2 separate regions of the Hordeum vulgare genome follow, and region 1 is linked to region 2. The links are chromatin contacts, called in public Hi-C maps. All regions are on one chromosome and are shown on one strand. The core of a region is the stretch at or near the end of the contact, and the rest is flanking DNA. Distances in the headings are between cores, read along the strand shown. Region 1 has its middle 13 kb from the start of LOC123452069. Region 2 holds the start of LOC123452058 (S-type anion channel SLAH2-like).

The links. Hi-C and Micro-C count contacts between places; a contact is called where the count stands out from the background.
Region 1: a Hi-C map of leaf shows a contact between it and region 2, with 3 times the contacts expected there. The contact joins the enhancer-like site here to the promoter of LOC123452058 in region 2. A contact is called at or near these places in 2 of 6 Hi-C or Micro-C datasets (both in leaf).

The regions. Positions count from the first base shown.
Region 1 is chr1H:509,992,476-509,999,131 of MorexV3_pseudomolecules_assembly, reverse strand. It overlaps the pseudogene LOC123402831. Among protein-coding and RNA genes, the nearest start is that of LOC123452069, 13 kb to the left of the region's middle. Within about 2 kb of position 5,036, at least 1 of the 3 cell types and tissues checked has open chromatin away from gene starts, as enhancers often do. A contact at or near this core is called in leaf, where this site is marked.
Region 2 is chr1H:509,938,136-509,945,464 of MorexV3_pseudomolecules_assembly, reverse strand. It overlaps LOC123452058 (S-type anion channel SLAH2-like), which reads right to left and starts at 4,713. Exons shown (of 2, transcript XM_045128636.1): 1 at 3,962-4,713; 2 at 2,407-3,882. The coding sequence starts at 4,627. The coding sequence ends at 2,665.

The DNA.
Region 1 (6,656 bases), core at 3,787-6,286, 53 kb before region 2:
CTTTTAAATATGTTTTTCCATTTTTTCAACAAAAGAGCACCAAGGTGCCCGAGCACCAAAACTTCACACTCATGTGAGTCTGGCTATTTAAGCCTATACATGTAATTCATTTCAGTGTGCGAGAAGAAAAAAAATAGAAAAGAAAAGGCACTACGCGCATGTGCCAAAGTGCCTGTATCTTTTTTTTTAACGGGCAAAGTCCCCGTATCTTCTTCCTTAAGATTGTGTACGTGAGTCTTCCTACTCCTCCTGGGTTGTTTCAACACAGAGGACGTGGTTGGCAGCCAGGAGCACGTGAAAGAACTTGGTGGAGGCTCCGACCAGAGGGTCTTCGACAACATGGCCTGACTACTTACAAACCTTGAATTTATAGACGAAAGTTTAATTAAATCTTAAACTCTCAATCCCTGAAATCAGCACATCAAATTTTATGATCCCAATCTATTTTAAGGATTTAGCCGGTATTTACAAATTGAGCCGGCCCATTGCGCAGACTCTCGTGCTGGTTTTTTTTTTCCATTCATTATACTTTGTTTTTTCACTTGTTTTATCTGTTTTTTCTTTCTTTGTTATACTTTTGGTTTCTTTTGTTTCTTTCTTGATTATCTTAATATTGTTTTCCTTCGTCGTATTGTTTCTTTCACACGGTAATATTTTTCCAAATACATGTTTTACATTTTTTACAATAATAAACATTTTATAAAACCACATGAACATGTTTTACCTTGTTACACGTTTTTAAAATTCTATAAAAAAATTCCAAATGCATGTCACGTATATTGTGTTAAGGGTATGTCACATTTCTTACATCACACAAACTTTTTTTACATTGCATACACTTCTTTCTGAAAATGTCACAAGCACATTTTTTGAAACTTGTGAACATTCTTGAAATGTTACACTTTTTTGAATGGATGAAACATTTTTTTAAATCACACGAATATTATATACATTTTGCATACATTTTCTAAGTGCCACATATATTTTTCTAAACTCGTAATAGTTTTTAGATGTCACAGACATTTCTTTGCACATTTGTTCAGGTTTCTCATTTTGTTCCCATTATTTTTTTGTTTGCACTTTAATTTTTTTGTTCCGGTTTAAAAAACTGCTTGTTTTTTCAAAATTGATTGTTTTTTAAAAGGTAGTCATTTTTTAATGTATACAGAATTTTCAAAAAGTGATCATACTTTCTAAAATGTGCGGATATTTCCAAAATTATTTATGTTTTCAATATTTGTTTTCCCCGATAAAATGTTTTCGGAGTTCAACACTTCGGTGTTTTCCAAAACACAAATAATTTACAAAATGGCAAAATGATTACTTGAAAATGTGTCACAGTTTTTTAATATCCGAATCATTATTCATACCATGTGAAAAATTGTTGGATTTCCGGACATTTTTTTCAAATATGATTTTTTTAAATAACGGACAGTTTTTAGGAAATGATAAAATAATTTCAAAATTCCAATTTTTTTTAAGAACACAAAAGGAAATTGAATTTGTGCAGAAAGAGAAAGCAGTAACATTTTTTAGAAATGAGCTAACATGTTTTAAAGTTCACGAATGCTTGTTATGTCACATTTCTTTGCATTCATGAAGTTCTTGTGTGTGACCTCGACTTTGACAGATGATGTGATGGATCGAACGAACATATCTCGTGTGTTGTGCTCTCCTGTGCTGAGCCGGCAAGTGGTGGATAGATTATTTTTGCTGAGTCTGTTTTACACTTGAATAATAGTATAGCTGTATTAATTTGACTATACTAATAGTAGTAACACTAGGAGTATGACTGATAAGATTGATGCAAAGAAATGTGGCCCAGCTCGTGCTCAAACGAATAAAACGTTTGGAAAAGAAAACTATAATCATATTTATTAGAGAATTATAGGTACATATTAGTTTTTTCAAGATAATGGAAGCTTTTGATTGTTCATGTACTACAGTTGACTAAAGTTGGTGTGCGTGGTGGGTGGTGGGTGGTGGGGATGTTGCGTATGCTCGTGCTCAAGTGTACCACACGGTCTTAATGAAAAATAAACTGACATGCTATACTCCTAGTGAATTGTATTATATGATTAATGGTACAAATATATTATGAAGGAACTGTAACTAGTATTAACGATCATAAGTAGAGTTCTCCTCCGTCCATGGCCTTCACAGCATTTCCTTTGATCGGTACATTATGCAATCGAGTTGTACACTGGTCGCTATTTTGATGGACTCCATCTACTGGCATTGTAATATATGCTCCCTGACCTTGTTATGCGTCTTCAACATACCTCATTCAAAAAATGCTCCGCGCATTAAAAGATTCGTTATTTGGGCGTCGGACAACTCCAACAAACGCTGAAAACAGTGGGCGCGTTAAAAAAATTTGGGTGCATGCTAAAAAACGCTATCGCGCGCATCATATTTGGTGCGCCGGCTTGCGCGCGCAGCAAACTCTGTGCTGCTGCCGATGGGGTCGCTAGATTGGGCTGGATTGGGCGTCCTACTAGCGCGCGTCTGTTGGAGATACTCCGGTCCCGCGCTTTAAAATTGCTATAATGACGCGTTAATTTTTTTTTATTAGGCCCGATATTTTTGTGCTGCTGTTGGAGATGCTTTTACTGTTCCTTGAAACTAGTAGAACCGTCCATTCATTCTAATCTACTCCCTCCGCTCATAAATATAAATCTTTTTAGAGATTTCACTATGAATTACGTACAAATGTATATAGACATATTTTAGAGGATGAATTCACTTATTTTACACCATATGTAGTTTATGATAAAATCTCTAGAAAGACTTATATTTAGGAACGAAGACAGCATTGGATAAAATTAACTAATACTCCAACTTAACTATCTTGGAGGACGGTCGCTGAAAATTAGGCAGTACCTAGGCACTAAGTGTAAAATCGTAATCTCTGGCTAGTAAATTCTAAATCTAATCCAAAAAAATGGGGGATGACAAGAAGGACACGGCTGCTCTGCCCACCTAAGAGCATGGTTAGAGCATGGTTAATAGTATAGCCAACTGCTGGTTATAAGCCATCTTATAGCTCATCTTACAGCTAGCTTGTACAATAGTTAATTATAAAAGAGTACTACTATTATCATATATGGCCCAGCTTTCATTCTCACAAAGCACCTAGGAGCACGTGCTAGAGCTGGCTCTTCACGAAGAGGCCGCTTCCTTTCTCTCTCCTCTTCTCTCTCATCCAACTCAGCAAAAATATAGTATTTTAATTCTTACAGCCTGCTGACTGTACCTTATTGTACTTGCTCTTAATAGTATAGCCAACTGCTGGTTATAAGACATTTTATAACTCATCTTATAGCTAGCTTGTACAATAAGTAGCTATAAAAGAGTACCACTTTTATCATATATGACCCATCTTTCATTCTCACAAAGCACCTAAGAGCACGTGCTAGAGCTGACTCTTCACGAAGAGCCCGCTTTCCTTCTCTCTCCTCTTCTCTCTCATCCAACTCAGCAAAAATATAATATTTTAATTCTTACATCCTGCTGATTGTAGTTTATTGTACTTGCTCTAACTGGGACGACGGCTGCTAGCCAGCGCTTTGATTTTGGCATAGGACGCGGCGTTCCTTAGCCGATCGGGGACGATGCTTAACTGATCCTTTATTGACTCCATCTACTTGCATTGTAACATATGCTTCCTGAACTTGTTATGCGGCTTCAACATACCTCATCCAGTCTAATGGATCTGCCCCCTTTTTTGCTAGCAAAATTTGATCGACTCAAGCAACCGATATTTCATGACCTTGGTTTGAGGAGTCATCTTACCTCATTCGGTCTAACGAGTCTACACTCCTTTTCTGCTAGCAAAATTTGATTGGCTCAAGCAACTGATATTTCATGATCCCTTTTACAACTTGAGCTTACCTCATTCAGTCTAATGGATCTACACCCCTTTCTGCTATAGAACTTTCACGACTCATACAACCAATATTTCGTGACTTTGTTGTGCGGCTTCAACTTATCTCATTCAGTCTAATGGGTCTACACCACTTTATGTAGCAAAATTTGATCGACTCAAGTAACCGATATTTCCTCACCTTGTTTTGCGGCTGCAACTTACCACATTTAATCAAATGGGCCGGGACCACACCCCTTTCTGCCAGCAAATTTTGATCGGCTCAAGCAATCGATATTTCCTGACCTTGTTCTGCGGCTACAACTTAACCCCTTTCTGCTAGCAAAATTCGATCACTCTTTTTGTGGCTTCAACTTACCCCATTCATTCTAATCAATCTAAACCCCTTCCTGCTATCAAAAGTTGATCGACTGATCAAACAACCTATATTTATTTCGTGACTTTGTTTTGCGGTTTCAGCTTACCTCGTTCGGTCTAATGGGTCTACACCTCTTTCTTCTAGCAAAAGTTGATCGGCTAAAGCAATCAAAAATCCGTGACCTTGTTTTGTGGCTTCAGGTTACCTCATTCAGTCAAATGTGCATACACACCTTTTTGCTGGCAAAATTCTATCGGCTCAAGCAACCGATATTTTGTGACCTTGTTTTCGGCTTCAACTTGCCCCGTTCAGCCTAATGGGTCTACACCCCTTTCTGCTAACAAATTTTGATCAGCCCATGCAAAACCAAAAGTGTCGGTACTTTGGTTGGTGGATGTCTGTCATAGAAAGAATAAGCCAAATCTTTTTTGTTTACTACAAGAAGGAACAGCCTTCATTTGTGAGCATCTACGTTTGTATTGTGTTTCCTGAAAACAAAACTGGTAAGGTAAGGGAGACCAAAAAGCAAAGAAAGTTGCTTGGCAAGAAGAGAGTTAGTTTTCCCAATCAACCTTAGTAAGTTGCCTTTGATAGCTACTCTACCTATTATTTATTTATTTTCTACTACTAGAAACGACTTAGCTAGAAGCTAGCTATCACCTAAAAAACGGTTAACCAGTAGCTATATGGTGTCACCAGGAATACTAAACTGTTCCCCGTATGTGCCTGTGAACCTGGCCTAGAACTAACCCTAATTACTACCTTTGGCCGTACGCACCTAACTGTGATGGTTACACTCACTGCTTGATTCCTTTCTAAAAAGGAATCGAAGGTACACACTTTTGCGTACTTGGAAACTGATGCTTTGGCAAGAAGGCATGGAGGAATCTATCTATTTGCACCGTGGTGCGTGCTACGAGGGTGTGCACCGGACGGCACTGCACTGCAGTTCTGTCAAAGTGTTGTGCCGCTGCCTCTGTTGACGTGCTAGAACAAAAGATCGGTCTCGGAGTGCATATGTTGTGTTGCCAACTCGTAAGAGCAAGTATCATAAGATGACGTAGATGGATTGTAAGATTAAAAATAATATATTTATGTTGCTTGCAAAAGAGAGAAGAGGAAACACTAGTGGAGAAAGGGGTATTAGAACCGATTGGTAAGGGCCTTTGGACCCGGATACACATCCGATGCTACGTATCCGGGACTAAAGGCTCCCCCCCCCCCTTAGCACCGGTCTCTTACAAACCGGTGCTAAAGGTCTCCACGTGGGTGCCGAAGAGTGCGCGCAGGCGGAGGACCTTTAGAACCGGTTGGTAACACCAACCAGTCCTAATGCTTTTTTTTTTCCTTTTCTTTTCAGGGTTTCCGATTCCGTATTTCGGTGTTTCCGTGTTCCGTATTTTCAGGGTTTCCGTTTACGTGTTTCCGGTTCCGTATTTCCGTTTACGTCTTTCCGATTCCGTATTTCCAATTCCGTGTTTCCGATTCCGTGTGTCCGTGTTCCGTTTTTTACGAACACGTAATCGGAAACACGTATCCGGAAACACCGATTCCGTGTTTGCGGTTAAGTGTTTCCGATTCCGTGTTTGCGGTTAAATGTTGATGCACCAAATAAAAGTACATATATACATGTAACACGAAGTACTCGACCGATTATCATTACATAATTTGAAGTTCGTTTCCTATAGCTGCATACTTGCATAGAGAAGGGAGCTGGCTATTGGTTCATAGGATGGAAAAATTCTCCGCCTTCATCTATGACTTGCGTGAGGAAAAATCCTGCCAATTCCTCTGCAACAGCCTTTCAACGTTGGATTGGTCTGAGCATCGCCCGCTTTCGTCGCAGCTTTAAAAGAAGTAGATGAAAACAATTAAGTTATGAACAAAACTAAACATAATTGATGGCAACATAAATAAAGTTGTGAAGATCCGGTTACGTACCTCTAGATTTCTGGAAGTACGGGATTTCTCATTGATAATCCTGTGAATGTACTCGCAAACGTAGTGTCCACAATAATCAGTGCCCGGTGGTTGTTGCGGGACGTCCTATATACGAGAACATAATTCAGTCAAATTAATAATAATCAAGAGAATGGTAATGGTATTGAAAGCAGGGTACGTAGTACTACTTACTTTGTTAATCTGAAAGTGGTGCTTGTCTGCCCATGTACCGGGTTCTTCCTTGATGAACATTTGTCAAACCCTGGCCGACAAAGAAAAATGAATACAAGAGTTAATTATTACTTACTTGATATCAGGAAATGAACGAAAAAGAGGCCGATGAACGAAAGAGGCCGATATATATATACCTTTGAAGCATCTGACGCGCGCTCTTCCATGTGTCAGCGTCCCAGGTTAACGGGTCCCAGACTTCAACTTGTCCTTGATCGATTCTAATGATGAACAATATGA
Region 2 (7,329 bases), core at 3,464-5,963:
CTCGGACTTCATCGACGAGAGACTTTTGGCCATCTTTCGTACTCCGTCCGTTCATAAATAAGTGTACATATAGATTTATACTTAGTCATTTTTTTTAAAATTTGATCAATTTAAAAAAAATAGCAACATATATCGCATGCAAATGATATATTTGACAACTTCATGTAAAAACAAATCTATTGATACTTATTTAATGTCATAAATGCTAGCATTTTTTCTCAATAAAGTTAGTCAAAGTTTAACTTGTTTAACTGACAGAAAAAAAAAGTACACTTATTACCGGACGAAGAAAATACTTGCGCATCCGGAGAATCGTACCGATCCTATGTACAGTACATAGTACGTACACGGGCATGCGAGTCACACGGATGTATCATGTATGGACTGTAGAGTAGTGTAGTACATAATACATACATGGTCGTGCGATCACGTTCGTGTGGACTGTAGATTAGTGATGGTGAGTTTCCGTGACGGATTAAGACTAGCCATAGTGGGAAGTAACTAAGTAGTAACATCAACGCCACGTAGGTAAAAAATCTGACGTGGCAAGTAATTAATGCGGAGAGAGATGGTGGTAGTAACATAGCTAGTTACCATCACATCACATATTTCAATGCATTATGTGTCTATAACCTAATAAATGCTAGTTTGCATGACACCACATGTATGTTACTCCCCACTATGGAGGTAGTAACATAGAGTAGTAACAACATTATGTTACTACTCCTAGTTACTCCCCATTATGAGCAGCCTAATGAGCTGCTTGGCTCGTTAAGCTCGCTCCCGCTTGATAATTAAGGCTCGGCTTCTTAAGCTTAACAAGCATAGAACTTTGTTTGTGTTGAAGCTTGTTATGCTGCTGAGTGCTCACGAGTGCTTGTTAACATACTATGGTGTGTTCAAATCTACAGAGAGAGAGAGAGAGTGTAGGTGTGGTTTTTACAAAATAAGATGGTGACAACAGGATTAGGAGCACTAGTTTACAACCTTATATGTATTACATTTGGTCAATTATACTAATTAGATGAGCTCAGATGCTACGAAATGTTCTAACGCAGAAGAAAATATGTGTTGTGATGGACTAACAAGCCTAACAAGCTACTCATCAAACTCGTTAGCTCGTTAAGATTAACGAGTTGAAATCAATGATTGGCTCTGTTCATTAGAAAGCGAGGAGCTTAACAAGCCGGGCTGTAGTATCCTCATTAAGCTCGCGAGCTACAACCTTTTGGTCCAACCCAATCTCCGACAACACAAGTGCATGCACCCACGTGCTCCTGCTCGTGCCCTTCCATACAACGGACCAGGGGGAGTGAATATATCCGTCCGCTCCCTTCCCTCCCCTACCGTGAGTGATGGGGTGGATGGCTAGCGGCCGGACTCGCTCCCTTCCCTCCCCTCCCGTGAGCGATGGGGTGTGTGGCTAGCTGTCGGACTCGCCCCGTCCACTCCCGCGAGTGATGGGGTCGGTGGCTAGCTGTCGGATTCGCCCCCTCCCCTCACCCATGATGCTGCAAGCGAGCAGGGAAGTCCGACCAGCGTCGGCGGCAATAGGGCAACACACTTCCCCAGTTTGGTCTGCATCGATGCAGGGAGCGGTGACACGTCGATTTCACGTGGCGCGAAGATTTCTTGGTGGTTGTTGTGCTTGTTGATCGATGGCTGGGACGCGGCATCCATCCACAGGACTGGCCGCAACCTGATTGGAGATGATGTGTGCTTACCTGGGTGAAAGCCCTGCCTGGCATGTCGAGAACAACAGAGGCGTCGCCCGTGGATGTCGCGTCATCTTCTTGAAGGCTCCATTGTGGTTGCTTCGTGTCCTCCAAGATGCCGTGGATGAAAATCTTGATCCTTTGGATTGGGTAGTGGCGGCACTCCAATGATGAATCCTTCTTGAAGATACCGCCTTGGGGCTCATAGATCAAGGTCTTGCAGCTTAGTCTCTTCTTGATGGCTTGTGTCCCGGTTGAGTCGTCCCTCCACTTCATAGTGAGGCCCTAGTGTATGTCTGCTGTTTACTTTGAGTTATTTTGGGCATGTTGGCTGGTTCTTAGCACCATATATATTGCTTTGGGTGCGTGTAATATGTTGTATCACTGGTTTTAAGTTGGTTGTTCTTTTACATATAAAGCGGGATGAAAGCCTTTTTGGTATGTTTTTTTAAGCAAAGGTAAGTCTGAGGGTGCCACCATCAACGGTAACCTTAGTTTTGAGCAATGAGGTAATGTCATGTCACGTCACACACACAAAATTATTTTGCAAATTAGCTTCTGTCTTTAATTTCTTAAAATCTCACATCTAAAATGCAACACACCAGGGCATCCATTCTTATTGATACACCTTTGATGATATATTCTTCCATATTTCAGTTATATGAAGGTACTTGGAGATGAGAATATAGTCTAAGAAATTTAATAACTTCATTTCGTTCAACAAGAGTATGACCACCAAATTTACAGGCTCGGCCGTTAATTCCGGCAATTATATCACTATCATGGCAATTTAAATTGCTCAAGGATATCACTCCTAATCCGCAACTACGTCCAGGAAGTTCATAAAGACAAAAACGAATGAAGAAAAAACATAGAGAAATCTATTACAAGTTCTACTAATCAACATAAGCTAGGCGTGCGTGCATGCACCATGTTGTGCACCAGTCTTCTAACACTCTGATCGTCCAGGCCCGTGTGCCACCGGAGACTCGCCAGCACAGCTGCTCGTCCTGGAATTGTCGGAGTAGACGCCCTGCTTGGAATTGGAATTGGAACTGGAATTTGGAATGGAGAGAACGAGCTCCTTAGCGTCAGAGCTAGATGATCGAAGGTGTGCGAGGATCTTGCTGAACTTGGGTCTTCGCCTGGTGATGGCGATCGACACATCGTTGGGGAAGAGGTCGCCGCGCACGAAGGCATGGTAAACGGTGGTTGCAAGCACAGCGGTGACCGTGACGACGGCGATCCCCGATAGCCCCACAGCCATAGCCCGCGTCAACACGTTGTCAACCTTTGATGCATACAACACAGTCGCTAGGGCCACGCTAGTCATCGGGAATGTGTACGCCCACCATGCCAGTGAGAACTTGAACCCCCGGAAGAGGTTGACACGCACCACTAGCGACACGTAAAGGAAGAGCGAGACAAAGTAAAGGAGCTTAGCGCCATCGCTGAACTCACCGGAGATCCTCGACCACGCCATGGAGGCAACACTCGGGGCAGCAACGAATAAGAAGAAGACCGGGTGGAGCTCCTTGGGGAGTTGCACGTTGGTGGGGAGCCGCTGATAGAGAGTGACGAAAAGCACGGCGTAGTGTGCCAACCCGACGGCGAAGAAGAAGATTGGCAGCTCCCGGAGGCCCATCCTAGCGCCGAGCAACGCGCCGACGAAGTTTCCGACCACCGCGAGGTGGTTGGAAGGGTTGGCCACCTTAGAGAGGCGCCGCTCGCCGCTAGACATCCACTGGCCATAGATCTTGAGGTCGAGGCATAGGATGGGCGCCATGAGCAGGTACCATACGGCGTGGTGGATCTCCCATACCGGATGCGGCACGCCCTTGACAAGGAAGAGGCAGGCAATCCAAGGTGCGAAGAAGAAGTTGACGCGCACGGGGTGGTGGAACTCGCGGCGGACAGCCTCGAAGTAGAAGACGACCTTTAGGAGGTAGGTGATGGAGACAACCACCATGAGAGCTACGGAGACCCACCAGAGGACGTGGTTGGCGGCCGGGTGCACGTGAAGGAACGCCGTGGATGGCTCCGACCCGAGGGTCTTCCACAACATGGCCTGACTGCTCACGCCGAGGCACATCCCAAAGGCGCTGATCGGGAACCGGAGCAGGAACGGCCATAGCTCGTCCTTGGGTAGCACCGCCATTTCTGTCGACTACACACGTTCACGCCATCGTTAGTGACAGCGATGGTTTTGTTAAGGGAAGCTGAGAGTGCGGTGATGTGGTACGTACACGAAGGGTCTCGAGCTCGGGGCCTTCGAGCGCGGCGAAGTAGCGGTCGGCGGTGGGCACTTGATCGTCCTCGTCGGTATCTACCTCTGAGATCTTTGACGCCGCACCTTTCTCGACGCCGGTGTCCTGTGGCACCCCGCGGAGGCTGGAGAGCTGCCTCTCAAGGCGGCCAGAGAACGTCTTAAACTGGTCAAACCGCCGGTCTCGCTCCCGCATGCTGTCGCTCCGCGGCACCGCCGGCACTTCGCCGCCGACTCTGACCACTAAGGACGGCTGCGAGTGGTGCCGGGCCTGCTTCAGCAGCTGCGGCACGGCCGGGTGGTGAACCCGCTCGACCTTCGGCTCGCTCGGCGGCACGGCAGGGGAGCCCACGTCGGCCTTGTTGGCGCGGACGAACGGCGGCTTGCCGAGCTGCGCGAGGTGGAGCCCCGACGGCGAGCCCGGGACGCTGATCAAGACAGAGCTCGGCGTCTCAGCGTAAGCAGCCGCGGCCGCTTCCTTGGTGGTCCTGCCACCGGAAACGACGGCATGATCAGCAGCTTCCATGGAAGAAGCGCCGGCGGCCCGCGACGGGACGCGAAGGAGAGGCGGCTCCGGGGACGGAGCACATCCCGGCTGGCCGTGCAGCTCCCCCGCTATCTGGATTCTGACCTCACTGGACACCATGGCAGCAACTCTCACTGTTACTTTGTCTCCACCGCTGAAGCCAGCAAAGCTCCTGAAGACGCGTTTGAGTTGGTGGTGACTGGTGACTGGCGGGTGAATGTATGTGCCTCGCATCGTGGGCGTGGCCAGGTTATTTATACACACACACACATGGCCCGAGTGGAGGACGCACGCGCGGCGCTGGCTAGCCAGCTGATGGATCGACCGACCGACCGGTGGTAGTGGCGCGCCGGGGTGTGGTCAGGTCAGCGGCGCCGGCACAGGGTGGGGATGCACGTGGAGGAGAAGAGAACACAGGAAGGAAGGTTCCACGCATCACCGCACAGGCCGCACCGCACCTCCTTCGCAAAAGCTACAGCGCGTAACCGTCAGCATGCACTCGATCGGCAGCCAGCGGTCGCGCCGGATTCGTCGACGTCGTGCCCGTGTCCATGTCAAAGAGACTATACGTCCGTCATCGTCGTCTTTACCACGTCCCCGACGGTCGAGACCAAATTCTTGTGCGTGCGTGCATGCATGCGACCTGGCTCTCCGTCACAATTCACACCATCTGTCCAAGTCGAGGTCGCCTGCATGGGTTGGTGGACAATAAGAGCTTTGCTACAAGAACGGACGTTTTACAGGATTTTTACAGGCAAAGCTGAGGTGGATTGTTTTGATTGATACTTAGATGAGGCCGGCTCCATCCTAAAAATCAGGGAAAGATTTGAATAAACGTATCAGTCCATAACCTCCTGTAAAAGAAATCCGTAGGCTAGCATTCTTGGGACAATAATATTACTAGTACCTGTAACCTTCTATAACTGAATCCACACTCAACCTTCCCACCACCGCAATCGTAGGCCACAAACCTGGCCATCTATCTAAGAGCATCTCTAGTAGAACACTCAAATCCTTAAATGTAAAATCAGTTTTAAGGGTTGAGAATTGCCTATTTCTGACACTTTTAAGGGTTGAGAAACAGCGGCAAAGACTAGAACCCTCAAACCCAACCCTTATAACGGAATATTCCGTTATAAGGGTTGGGTTTGAGGGTTCTAGTCTTTGCCCCAACCCCAAACCTTAAAACTGTCATTTCATATATCACACATTTCATCACATTTCATCATATGACATATCACAAATTCAATCACATTTGACATAAAACAATAATCATTCTAGTTATTATTACACCACCGAATAAAAAAATAATCATTCAAATTATTCCAACAATGTTTGAGCAAATTACAACATAAAACAATGTTTGAGCAAATTACAACAATTGTTCGAATCAAATAGGACATAGAAAAGTAAAACAAAGATACATCATGGGCCTATACGCCGCCCATCCAACTGCCAGTGGTGCTCTACTAGATCATCCCGGAGACGACCATGAGTGGTTGCATCCTCAATCTCACGATGTGCTTGAAGAAAGGCGTGTATGCGAGAAGGGTTTCTTTCCGGTTGCACACGATGTGAGTGGCAACAATTGTGAGTGCCAATGAAGCAAAAATGTAAAAATGAAGCAAAAAAGCAAAAATGTAAACCTCAATCTTCGGTGCTGCGGAGGGGCGGCCGGGGCGGCGGCGCTGGGAGGGGTGGCCGGGACGGGGCGGCGCTGCGGAGGGCCGACCGGGGCTGCGGAGTGCCGGCCGGCGGCGGCGGAGGGGAGGCCCGGGCTGCGGAGGGCCGGCCGGGGCGGCGGCGCTGCTGAGGGCCGGCGGGGACGGGGCGGCGCTGCGGAGGGCGGCCGGGGCTGCGGCGGGGCGGCGCGGCGGACGGGGCAGCTGGGGCGGGGCGGCGGCGGCGGAGGGCGGCCGGGGCGGGGCGGCGGAGGGGCGGCCGGGGCGGCGGATGGGTGGCCGGGGCGGCCGGAGCGGAGCGGCGGCGGCGGATCGAGGGGAGGGAGCTGAAACTTCCCTCCCGCGCTGGAGAAGAAGAGGAGTGCAGGTTGGGGGGAGTTTCTCCCCCCAATCCTCACTTCTACAGGCTGCGATGGCGTTTGAGGGTTGGACCTTTATTTTTTTTACGGCTTTAAGGATTTAAGGGTTCTAGTCTACGCCGTTTTTTCGACGAAAACTGTAAAAAAGCGGTTATTTTTAAGGTTTTGAGGGTTTGAGGGCTCTACTAGACTTGCTCTAAGCTCAGCATCAGCGAATAACTCCGGCCACCCCCCTGAGAACCTAGACCTCCACATCCTTAAGATAGATAGTGTGGATACTTATTCTCGGGCGAGATCAAGCCTCCCCATCTCGCGTGCTCGGGAAGGAGAAAAAGTAACTAATCGCAACAACAAAATCCAGGTGCATGAAAAATAGCGAAATTGTTATTTATTTATTTTGATACAACATCCGTCTTGAATTATCGGTCATAAAAATGAGTGTAGCTAGACATGTGTTTTTGTGTGTAGATACATACGCTTCATTCCGGATAGAGGGAGTAGAATTATAGTCATATAGTAGGGTTTTTGTGTTCAAATAATGGAAGCTCTCATAAGTCATACAATTGCTCCCACCATGATGAGCTTTTCTGAGCAACGTTGATATCTAGTGATCTTCCGCTCTGGGGAGGAGCACGAGTAAACGTTTGGTTCGCACCAGCAAGAGCGACCGAGCAAAAGTGTACCGAAATAAAAGTGTTTTGTGTACAATACAAGGTTGGTATACGTTTCTCCTTCCACGTTTTATGTGTGTGGGGAAAGAGGTGTACCGAAGCAAATAAGA